2 separate regions of the Mus musculus genome follow, and region 2 is linked to region 1. Evidence: chromatin contacts called from public HiChIP or PLAC-seq data. All regions are on one chromosome and are shown on one strand. The core of a region is the stretch at or near the end of the contact, and the rest is flanking DNA. Distances in the headings are between cores, read along the strand shown.

Region 1 (5,353 bases), core at 2,841-5,340:
GTAGGGAAACCCTGCACCCAGCGAGCTGATACGCTCATGTGTATGTCACCAGCCATCAACAAGTGAGTAAATACATAAGCTTATAGTTAGTGGTAGGTGTTCTGGGAAAAAAAATAAGTCAGTGTGATATAACAAAGTAATATTGAGGTAGGTGGGGAGAAGTGACACACAGCTAGCCCAGAAGATGACCTTTGACCTTTGGGTCTTGTTCAAATAGAAAAAAAAAAAAAAAAAAGCACGGAAGAGTGTTCCAGTGGGTGCAGGAGGTGTTAAGAGCTTCCGGGAGTGGTGGCGCATGCCTTTAATCCCAGCACTCAGGAGGCAGAGGCAGACAGATTTCTGAGTTCGAGGCCAGCCTGGTCTACAAAGTGAGTTCCAGGACAGCCAGGGCTATACAGAGAAACCCTGTCTCGAAAAAACAAACAAACAAACAAACAAACAACAAAAAAAGAGCTGACAAGTGAGATGAGATTGTGGGAAGGTGATACGAGGTCACTTTGAATTCTTATTGGGTGGTTTTTCTTCTTTTTTTTTTGTTTTTGTTTTTTCTTTCCATTTCTCTGGATAAGGAAACTGAGCTCAGAGGGAAAAGTTCAAGTCATTTTCCCAAACAGAGAAAGTGAGTGAGTGGCAAAGCCAGCATGTAGCAGGGAGTCTGATCCTGACAGCAAACCTAGTCATACAGAGTTGACTCCCACGGTCTCCTGTAGGAGGATGACGTGAAGAGGAGCCCTGGCTCCAGTCGCTGCTTCCCAAACTGGTTGAAAGGATGCACATCTGGCGTCTCATCCACTCCAGAAGCCGAGGCAGAAGCTTGAGTCCAGGAGTTCAAGACCAGCCTGGACAGTATATTGAGACACTATCTCGATAGATAGATAGATAATAGATAGATAGAGATGATAGGCAGACAGATGATAGAGAGACGATAGACAGATAGGCAGACAGACCGATGACTAAATGAGTATATGGTTGGTAGATAATCAACAAAGAAGTACAGACTACAATTAAATAGTGCAATTTCCAAAGCCAAGAATAGCTGGGTGGAGGGATATCTTTAAACCCAGCACCTGCAGGGGTTAGGAAGCAGAGGCAGGCAGATTTCTGAGTTCGAGGCCAGCCTGGTCTACAGAGTGAGTTCCAGGACAGCCAGGGCTACACAGAGAAACCATCTCGAAAAGAAACACACAAACACAAACAAATAAAAAAGAAAAGGAAGAAAAGCCAACACCAAGCAAGATAGCTCAATGCCTATTGTTATTCCAAATATTTTAGAAGTGGAGACAGGAGGATATGGAATTCAATATAAATGTATCTGAGGGAAAAAAATCAGTGTGTGCACACACACCTTTAAGCCCCGCACTCAGGAGGCAGAGGTGGGGGATTTCTAAGTTCCAGGCCAGCCTGGTCTACAGAAAACACAGAGAAACCCTGTCTCAAAAAACCAATCCCCCCAAAAGAAAAGCATTGGGGAAGCAGAGGCAGGTGGATCGCCGCAGTGAGGTTGAGGAGAGCGGGACCTGCATGGGGAGTTCTAGGCTAGCCAAGAGCTTTTTTTTTTTTTTTAAGTGAGTGTGAATGTTCGCTGGGGTTGTCTGTAGTATCAAAATAGTTAAGATGTGACTAGCTCAGTGTGCACAAGTGAAGATACAGGCGAATGTGTGGTGTAGTCACACAACAGGATATCACTAAGCTCCTCCACAAACCAAATTCAGGCTAGACACAGGCTACATGTCAAAAACTACCCTGAGCGGAAAGACAGACAAATGAGCGCACTTCATATATGAAATGCCACTGGTAACTGATAGAGTGTATGTGGTAGACAGCTCGGACGGAGTGATTGCTACAAATGGTGGGAGGGGCCTCCCGGGGTGAAGGAAGGGTTTCGATGCTGGTTACTTGGTCAGCACAGTGTGTCAAAACCCACACACACCAGACATGGTGGTGAATGCCTGCAAGCCCAGGACTTGAGAGGTGGAGACAAAAGGATCAGGAGTTCAAGGTCACCCTTGGCTATGTGTCAAGTGTGAAGCCAGCTTTCCGTACACACAGAGCCTCTCTAACACCGCCCCGTTTGAATCTCTATAATTTATAGCTCGTCAGTTATACCATAGTCAAGTTGATGGTTTGGTTTGGTTTGGTTTGGTTTGGTTTGGTTTGGTTTGGTTTGGTTTGGTTTGGTTTGACACTAAGTTTTCCTAGGTAACTTAGGCTGCTCTTGAACTTACAACATTGCCCAGGCTGGCCCAGCACTGGAATCATGGATCTATACCACCACAACCTGCTTTAAAGTTGGAATTTTTGTTTGTTTGTTTGTTTGTTTGTTTAATAATACCAATAAATACATAAGCCACGCCCTGGGTTGCTATACAGATTCTTTCTTATAGGGGGGGGATATGATGTAAACGAGGGGTTTTTTTGGTTGTTTGGTTGTTTGGTTGGTTGGTTTTTGGAAGAAAGTACCACACAACCCCAGTAACATTGAGGCAAGCAGACCCATCCTGGGGCCTTTGACCCCCTGACACTGGCTACCCTAGCAAGCCTGGTCCAGATTTCCTCTTTTGAAAGCAAACCTTGGCCTCCCAGGGCACTCAGGGAGGCCACTTCCTGGCCTTGACCTTGGGCAAGTCTACCACATGGGGCTTGGTTTCCCTCAAATCTCCCTGGGAGATAAAGATAGGGCCCTACCTCAGAAGATAGGGCAATGAGAATATAATTAGACACCTCAGGAGGCTGAGGCCCTGGGCACGGGGCCTGGTGCAGTGACTGCTCAGCAGCTGGGAGCCACAGCCATTGGCTTACTAGGGCAATGGAAAGCCATGGTGTAGGCTAAGGGGCTGGGGCTGGGGAGAGGCCCTCCTCCAGTGGCTTCACAGTCCAGCTGTCCCCATCCTTCATTACCAGCCCCAGCTGTTTGTTCCTCCCTCCCAAGAAACCGGACCCAGCCTACCAGGGTCCTATTCTGGGTCAGGAATGCTGCGTCAGCATTTCTGTGTGGACCCAGGACCTCGGGGGTGGGGGGTTGGGGGGGAGAGAGTGCAGGGTCAGCAGACCTGGCCCCAACAGAGACCATCTCCCATATCCAACCCCCATCTCAGCCCATGGGAGGATATGGTGGGAAGGACTAAGAAAAAGGCAGCCCCTCCCCCTCTTGTCCCCTCCCTGTCCCCTACCCAGAGCCCAGAAAAGAGGGCTATTCTGGGAGAGACACCTGTTGTCCCAAGTCCCATCCCTGCCCCCAGCTGGAGATCTGAGATTCAGAGAGACAGGATCAGAGGGACAGCCACACGCAGAAGGCTGAAGCCAAGGGCCAAGAGACAGAGACTCAGACATAAGATATACCAAGGAGCTGAGAAAGACTTCATCACCCAGGTACCCTCAGAGGCCATTAGCTGACATAGTTAAATCCTCCTCGCCAAAACCGAGGGGAAAAGTACATTGAAGCTCCAAGAGACCCCCAAGGAGACGGCCAAAGACTAGGAGTTGAAAAGAAAGGTGTTGTCCAGCCCACCCCAGCCCCCTTCCCAAGAATTTAAATAGGTCAGAGCCTGGAGCAAGAAGGGAATGAGGGCTGGGGTGGCGGTGGAGGACAGCTAAATTAAGCCCAAGAATTAGAACCACCTTCCTCAAGTGCCTGCTTCCAGAACGGCAGGAGGCGGGGTGCTTCCTCAATGACCCCAAATCTCTTATGTCAGGAGAGGGCGTCTGAGGATCCCACCCTCTCCTGCCCACTCGGTCCTCCTAAATCCTGCTAATTCTCCGTGGTCGAAAAGGTGATGAGAAAAAACGGAAAGACAAAGTGACCTCGGATTTCAGAGACCACCAGCAAGCAGGGAAGAGACAGAGAGACTCTCAGAAAAGTAAGCAAGAAATCACCCAAGACCTCCGGACCCAGACAAAAACGTACCGTCCGCAAAAACTGGACCTCGTCCTCGCCTTCACCTCCTCCATCACCCATGATGGCAATCCCCGGGTGTCCCGGGCTAGGGTCTGAGGATGGCGAGAGGGGGCTGCAGGCTTGGCGGGGAACCTGAGGGCGGGCTGGGGTCGGAGACCTCTAGGGAAGCCAGAGGCACCCGCGAGGGAGATGGAACTGCAGGAAGCATGCCCTGTGCGGGACACAATGAGAGAAGGTCCCCGCCCCACCGCACACCCATTGGGCAAGCATGGGACAAGCTACGCCCCTGTTCAGAACCCCGCCCACAGCACAAACTCTTGGTGGAAGGTGTTCGTTCTCTCCAGTGAACTGGGTGTCTAGAAAGTAGCTGAGTGGCCATGGTCACAGTGAGATATCATGTATATATTTGTTTGGCTGGCTCTCCCTTTACCCCTTCCTCTCTCCCTCCCCTTCCCCTCCCCCTCCGAGTGTCATGTACTTCAGAATGGCCTTAAACTCCACATGTAGTCAAGAGTGATCTTGAACCTCTGGCCCCATCTGATTTATGTAATGCCGTGGTTCAAACCCTAGATCACTTGCATGCCAGGCAAGCATTCTACCATTGGGCTACACCCTCAGCCTAGTTCCATCCCTTTCTTAATGGCTAAACTGAGCTTCACCCTTGCTGCAGAATCACACAGTTGTAGCTTGGATGCACACCACATCCCCTAACATTAAAAAAAAAATCACTTAGTACCAGACAGAGTGGTATGGCTTATCATCCAAGCTCTGAAGAGATTGAGGCAAGAGGATTGTAAATCTGGAGTTGGGACCGCATAATAAGAGCCTATCTCAGTGTCAACCAGCCAGACCCCCTGGAACTCCGGGGGACTGGACCACCAACAAAAGAATACACATGGAGGGACCCATGGCTCCGGCCGCATATGTGGCAGAGGATGGCCTTGTTGCACATCAGTGGGAGGAGTGGCACTTGGGCCTAAGGGTGTTCAATGGATGCCCCAGTATAGGAGAATGCTATGGTGGGAAGACAGGAGTGGGAGGGTGGATGGGGGAGCACCCCCATAGAAGCAAGAGGAGGGGGGATGGGATAGAGGGTTTCCGAAGGGGAGATCTGGAACAGGGAAAATTTTTGAAATGTAAATAAAGAAAAGGAAGAAAAAAAAAAAAAAGACCCTGTATCAAAACAGAGACAAAAACAGGGCTGCAGGCATGCCCTAGTCGATATAATGTTTATCTAGCTGTCACAAAGCCCCGGGTTCCATCCATAAACTGGGAGTGGCCATGTGAGTCTGTAATTCCAGCAAGCAGAAAGGATCAGAAACTCAAAGTCAACCTCAGCTCCCTAGCTGGAGGCCAGCCTGTGCTACCTGATACCCTGTCTCAAAACTGGGGGGCAGGGGCATGGGTGTGGGAGGGGGGAGAGAAAACACCAGCCTGACCTTGAACTCGCAAACATCC
Region 2 (5,328 bases), core at 2,294-4,793, 120 kb before region 1:
CGCCCCCATCCCCTCACTAGGGGATTTCACTTTTTCACAGAGCCACAGTGATGCTTGATTTCTGATTGTCTAAACCCTACCCACACGGACACCCACATCCTTTTCTGCAGCTGGCCCAGGCTCAGCGGTCCTGCCCTGGCTATCAACAGGCTCACTCCCACCCTCTGATCACCCATCACTTCCCACACTCACATGTAATTGGCTAGGTTGTGCTCTTCTAGAGTGTGGGTCTCAAACCCATGTGGGGTTGTGTCGAAGTAGTCACTGCCTATTCCACAGATGAAGCACTTGGTCTGAGGACAACGGAAGATGTCAGAGTCAAGGAAGGCTCGGTGACATCTAGTACCTCTGGGCCTTGCCTTGCTCCCATGCGTTTCCTAACCTCACCGCACTTCCCAAGCAGAATAGAAGCAGGTGTTTATTGAGTACTTCAAAGGAATGTGTGGCTTAATCTCCCTGGCAAGCTCTGAGGTTAGTACCAGTAATATCCCCAATTATTTGTCCCTATGTATCCCATAATTCCTTAGATTCACTCTTGGGCACAACGCACCTCCATGTCTTCCTTCACTTGCTCTTGTTGGTCTCGGAGCTCCCCAAAAGCATCAATAATCAGACCTGAGGTGGCAGGACATAGGTCAAGACCCAGGTTCACCGAGTACCTCTGGGCCGTGTTTCTTACTCTTATCACACTTCCCAAGAAGAGGAGAAGCAGGTGTTTACTGAGTACTTAGGATAGACACACACTTCAAAGCAATGCAGGGCTTAATCTTCCTGGCAGTCTCTGAGCTTAGTACCAGTAACACCCTAGTTATTTTTTCCCTATGTAGCTTCAGCTGGCCTGGAACAGAGACCAGGTTGGCCTCAAGCTTATGGTAGGTCTCTGGTACCTGGGATTTTTTTTTTGTTGTTGTTGCTGTTGTTTTGGGGGGGTTGTTTTTTGTTTGTTTGTTTTTCGAGACAGGGTTTCTCTGTGTAGCCCCAGCTGACCTGGAACTCACTCTGTAGACCAGGCTGGCCTCAAACTCAGAGAACCACTTGCCTCTGCCTCCTGAGTGCTGAAATTAAAGGCGTGCGCCACCACTGCCCAGCTGTGGTGCCTTGTTTCAACTCCTCCATTTTTCAGATGGAGAAACCAAAGCTCAGAGAGACCACCTGTCTCAGGTCTCACAGTAAGGAGGGGCTAAGCCAGGGAGCTAACCATCGAGCTAGCCAGCCTCTAGGGACTATGCACCCCTCCCCCCCACCCCCCAGCCAGCACTGACCCTGAATGATAGCCAGCAGAATGACGATAACGAAGAAGAAAAAGGTGATGTCGAAGACGACCCGGTAAAGTTCATATTCATCGCCGGCCGGGTCCTCGATCTCGTCCCCGATCCCTCCACCGGCCCGGACGCCCACATACATGTGGAACAGGTAGCACTGGGGAGAAGGGGCAGGCCGCCCAGTTAACAGCCACAGCACCTACCGGAAGCCTGGACTAGGTGGGCCTGGAGACAGAGCAGTGGCAGAGAACCCTGGGCCTTGCCTCTCACAGCTGGGTAGTGTCATGGCTGTCACAGGAAGGCATGGGCTCGCGATTGTTCAGATCATCATCTGACAGGATCTAGACTCAACTAGAAGACACACTTCTGGACACGTCCATGAGGAAGTTTCTAGATCGGGTTATTGAGACAGGAAGACCTAGCCTGAATGTGGCCCCAGTGTGGGTTTGGAGTCCCAGAATGAATTAAAAAAAAAAAAAAAGCAAGTTTCTAAAATAATGACTATGAGACTTAATTATTCATGAATAAATGCCTAGGCCATACACTTGGGCTTCTTCCCTGACTAGCTCATAACTTACTTAACACATTTATTCTATTCTGAGTACCACATGGCTAGCTACCTCTCCTTGGCTTCAGGTGTCTGTCTCCTCAGAGTTCCAGGAGAATCTCTTCCTGTGCCTGATGCTATCCCACAGTTCCTCTCTCCCTGCTGGAACTCCCACCTCCTACTTCCTGCCTCAGCTTGTAGGTCATTGGCTTTTGATTGACAGATGTTTCCACACAGTACACAAGAGATTCTCCCTACAAAGGCATTCTTCTCGAACGGCTTTCTGACTGGGGATTACAGTGACCAGCCACCTTGTGCTCTTGCCGCCACGGTGGACTGTATTCTCAAAGTAGGGTCAGAACAATCCCTCTTCCCAAGTTGCCTTTGCTGGTCACATTGGGTAGAAATGTGACTAATGCAAGGGTCGGAGCTGGAGGTGAACCCCAGTTGTATCCAGATGGGGTGCTCATCTGGTATGCATGAGGCCCTGGACATGATCCCCAGCATCACCTAAAACAGGATGGTGTCACATGGCTGGCATCTCAGGGAGAGGCTGGAGGATCACAAGTTCAAGGGCAACCTTGACTATGTTGAGAATTGGAAGGACCAGAAAGTTAGTGTGAGGTGACGGGGAGAGAGGGATCAGGGAGGAACACTGTCATTACTAGGAGCTGAAGAAAGTGCAAGAACTCTTACAAGCTCCAGGATGCATGCCTAGCCTCAGAGCTGAGACCAGAATGGCTTCATGCGGGAGGGGGAAGAGTCTCCAAGCTGGAACCCGAAGGAGGTGTTACCAGAATGGGTGATGGGTGATGGGAGAGAATGTTCCAGGTACTCAAAACCACATGGTACACCACCAATGGGGAAGAGAGGATTCGCTGGGAGAGGCCTGGGTGTGTATCAAGGCCCTGGGCTCCAACCTAATCACACATGGACCAAAGTTTATTTTATTTTATTTTGAGAGGTAGGAGACTAGATAGTTGGATCAGCTCCTCTACCAAAGGACCCAGGTTCAATTCCCAGACACACCATGTGGCCATGTGGTTGTAACTGTCTGTAACTCAGACATACATGTAAGCAAAAACCATATATGGAGAGAGAGAGAGAGAGAGAGAGAGAGAGAGAGAGAGAGAGAGAGAGAGAAACTGCTTTTTGCTTTCATGAGGAACTGAAATAAGTTTGGTGGGGCTGAAGAAAGAAGCTACTATGAACAAAGACAAGGAGGGAGATGAAGAAGTGACCGATTATGTTGATGCCCGGGCCCAAGTATTGGTAGGCAGCATTTAATTTGGAAAGTAAGATGTCAGGCGAAGGGGTGTGGCTGTTAGGCTTGGTACAGGGCAGAGAAAGGTCAATGCAGAAGAGCAGAAGTGGAAGGAAACATGTGGTCCTAGAGGAACTGAAAAAGGACCAGGAAGCCAAAAATTAGAAGCAATAAGGACTGTGGTTAGACTCAGGTAGGGCCAGATCTCTGATTTTTCGTTTTGTTGTGTCTTTTTTTGTTGGCAGGGGGTGAGGGGTTAGTTCTGAGCCAGGGTTTCTCTGTGTAGCCCTGGCTGTCCTGGAACTCAGAGATCCATCTGCCTTCCTCTGCCTTCCCAAGTGCTGAGATTAAAGATGTGGACCACCACCATCCCACATCTTCCTTTTGGGCCTTCCTGCGGTAGCTCTGGGAAGTCCCAGGTGGCCAGGCCAGAGGGAGTAGGCGAGTTGTTTGCTCTGAGTCATCCCACTCAGGGAGTACAGAAAGTTGCCTTTCCAACAGCAATGCCCACAGCTGCTGTGGATGATCCTGCGAGCCTCAGCTCCATGGCCCAGCTACAGCCATGCCACCAACGATCTGAAGGCACTTTTGTCTTGTTTTGAGATAAGGTCTTGCTGTGTAGCCCTGGCTGGTGAGGAACTCACAGAGATCCACGTGCCTCTGACACCCCAGTTCTGGGTTAAATGCATGAGCCACCACACCCACACCCAGCTTCTTTTTTTTTTTTCCTCTTCATTTTCTTAAGTAGTAATTGATGGGGGAAGGGCTCAGTCCATTGTGGATGGGGCCACTTCTGGGCTGGAGGTCCTGGGTTCTATGAGAGAGCAGGCTGAGAAAGCCACGAGGAGCAAGCCAGTAAGCAGCACCCTTCCATGGCCTCTGCATCAGCTCCTTCCTCCATGTTCCAGCCCTGCTTGAGTTGCGACCCTTACTGCTTTGGGGGATAAACTGTTGGATGGAACTGTGAAACAAACCTGTTCCTGCTTAAGCTGCTCTTGGCCAGTTGTTTCACCACAGCAACAGTAACTCTAATGAAGCTATTTAGTAACTTGCGAACGGGCATGGGGGAAGGGCTCACCGTCATCATGTCATCACACTTCATGTCAGGCTCGTCCTCATCTTCGCTCTTGTTGTAGAATTTGCGGAAGAAGTTGAAGGCCACCACTGTATACAAGTAGACCACTACGGCCAGGAGCCCTACGGTCATCACCAGCTGGGGACAGGTGAGCACTCGTCAGCTCTAGGTCCTTCTAGATAGGGCCCTCAATTCTCTGACCCTTTGGATTCTGGAGCCTCTTCCACGCTCCATTCTGCCCTCTCCCAGAATGCCCTAGGCCTGTTGTGGTGGTGCATGCCTTTAATCCCAACAGTCGGGAGGAAGAGGCAAGCAGATCTCTGAGTTCAAGGCCAGCCTGGTCTAAACAGTGAGTTCCAGAACACTCAGGGCTACATAGACTGGAGCGTCTGAAATAACCTCCCCACAACGCACAAGAACAAACCAAAGAATGTTCTAATCTTGGCTCAGACCTTTTCAGATTACCACGCCTCTCCCCTCTCGGGAAGCCCCTCCCCTCCCACCACTCTAAGACACCTCTTTACCCCCGCCCCTCAAAGATGACTCCGCCCTCACTTCCTTGTTCCCACAAACACAGCTATCATGCCCACTTCCCCAGTATCTCTTGATCACCACCCCTCTCCCTCTGCCACTCCCACACCTCCACGCAGGCCCCTGCCAGGTCCTCTCCACACCTGCTTTCCATTGTGAGTGACAGATGAAAGGATGGTGCGGAGCGTCTTGACTCCCATGGCGATGTCCAGGAGGTGGGCAGCAAAGAAGAAGTTATTGTAGTGCCCCAGGAGGGACATCACCATGTACCAGCCCAGATACAGGAAAGACTGAATATAAACGGGTCAGAGTCAGGAAACATGCGAAGATGCCTCAGAGCAAGGGCAGACGCAGTCTCTGCCTAGGGGAGTATCTATCTGCTCCAGAGCAGAAGAGGACCAGGGAGCAGATCAGCTACAGGAGACCCACAACAATGGGAAGGACGTTCCGAGGACAGGGGACACAGGCTTAGGAATCTTTCTGGGGTCAGGGAGTCCTGGGCACATTCCCACCCTAGGGGCTTTGCACGAGCTATTCCCTCATTCAGACTCCTTCCTTTCCTGGGGCAACCTTCTCCATCCATAGCCCCCCTTACGTTGTCTGTGAAGATGACTCCAAACTTCCAGATCTGGTATTTGACATCGATAGA

Evidence for each region. HiChIP or PLAC-seq counts read pairs in DNA pulled down with a chosen protein or histone mark.
Region 2: a contact with region 1 is called in an HNF4G HiChIP or PLAC-seq map of pancreatic cancer cells. The contact joins the enhancer-like site here to the promoter of Ryr1 in region 1. A contact is called at or near these places in 3 of 115 datasets of contacts at active chromatin or transcription factors (bone marrow-derived macrophages, embryonic stem cells and pancreatic cancer cells) and 3 of 9 other capture datasets (adipose tissue, liver and pancreatic islet).

What each region holds. Positions count from the first base shown.
Region 1 is chr7:29,121,061-29,126,413 of GRCm38.p6, forward strand. It overlaps Ryr1 (ryanodine receptor 1, skeletal muscle), which reads right to left and starts at 4,091. Exons shown (of 106, transcript NM_009109.2): 1 at 3,905-4,091. The coding sequence starts at 3,955.
Region 2 is chr7:29,004,233-29,009,560 of GRCm38.p6, forward strand. Ryr1 (ryanodine receptor 1, skeletal muscle) reads right to left here. Exons shown (of 106, transcript NM_009109.2): 99 at 5,275-5,328; 100 at 4,823-4,969; 101 at 4,152-4,286; 102 at 1,263-1,419; 103 at 551-615; 104 at 193-293. Among named protein-coding and RNA genes, the nearest start is that of Gm38979, 23 kb to the right of the region's middle. Within about 2 kb of position 3,544, at least 92 of the 459 cell types and tissues checked have an H3K27ac peak or open chromatin away from gene starts, as enhancers often do. A contact at or near this core is called in adipose tissue, bone marrow-derived macrophages and pancreatic cancer cells, where this site is marked.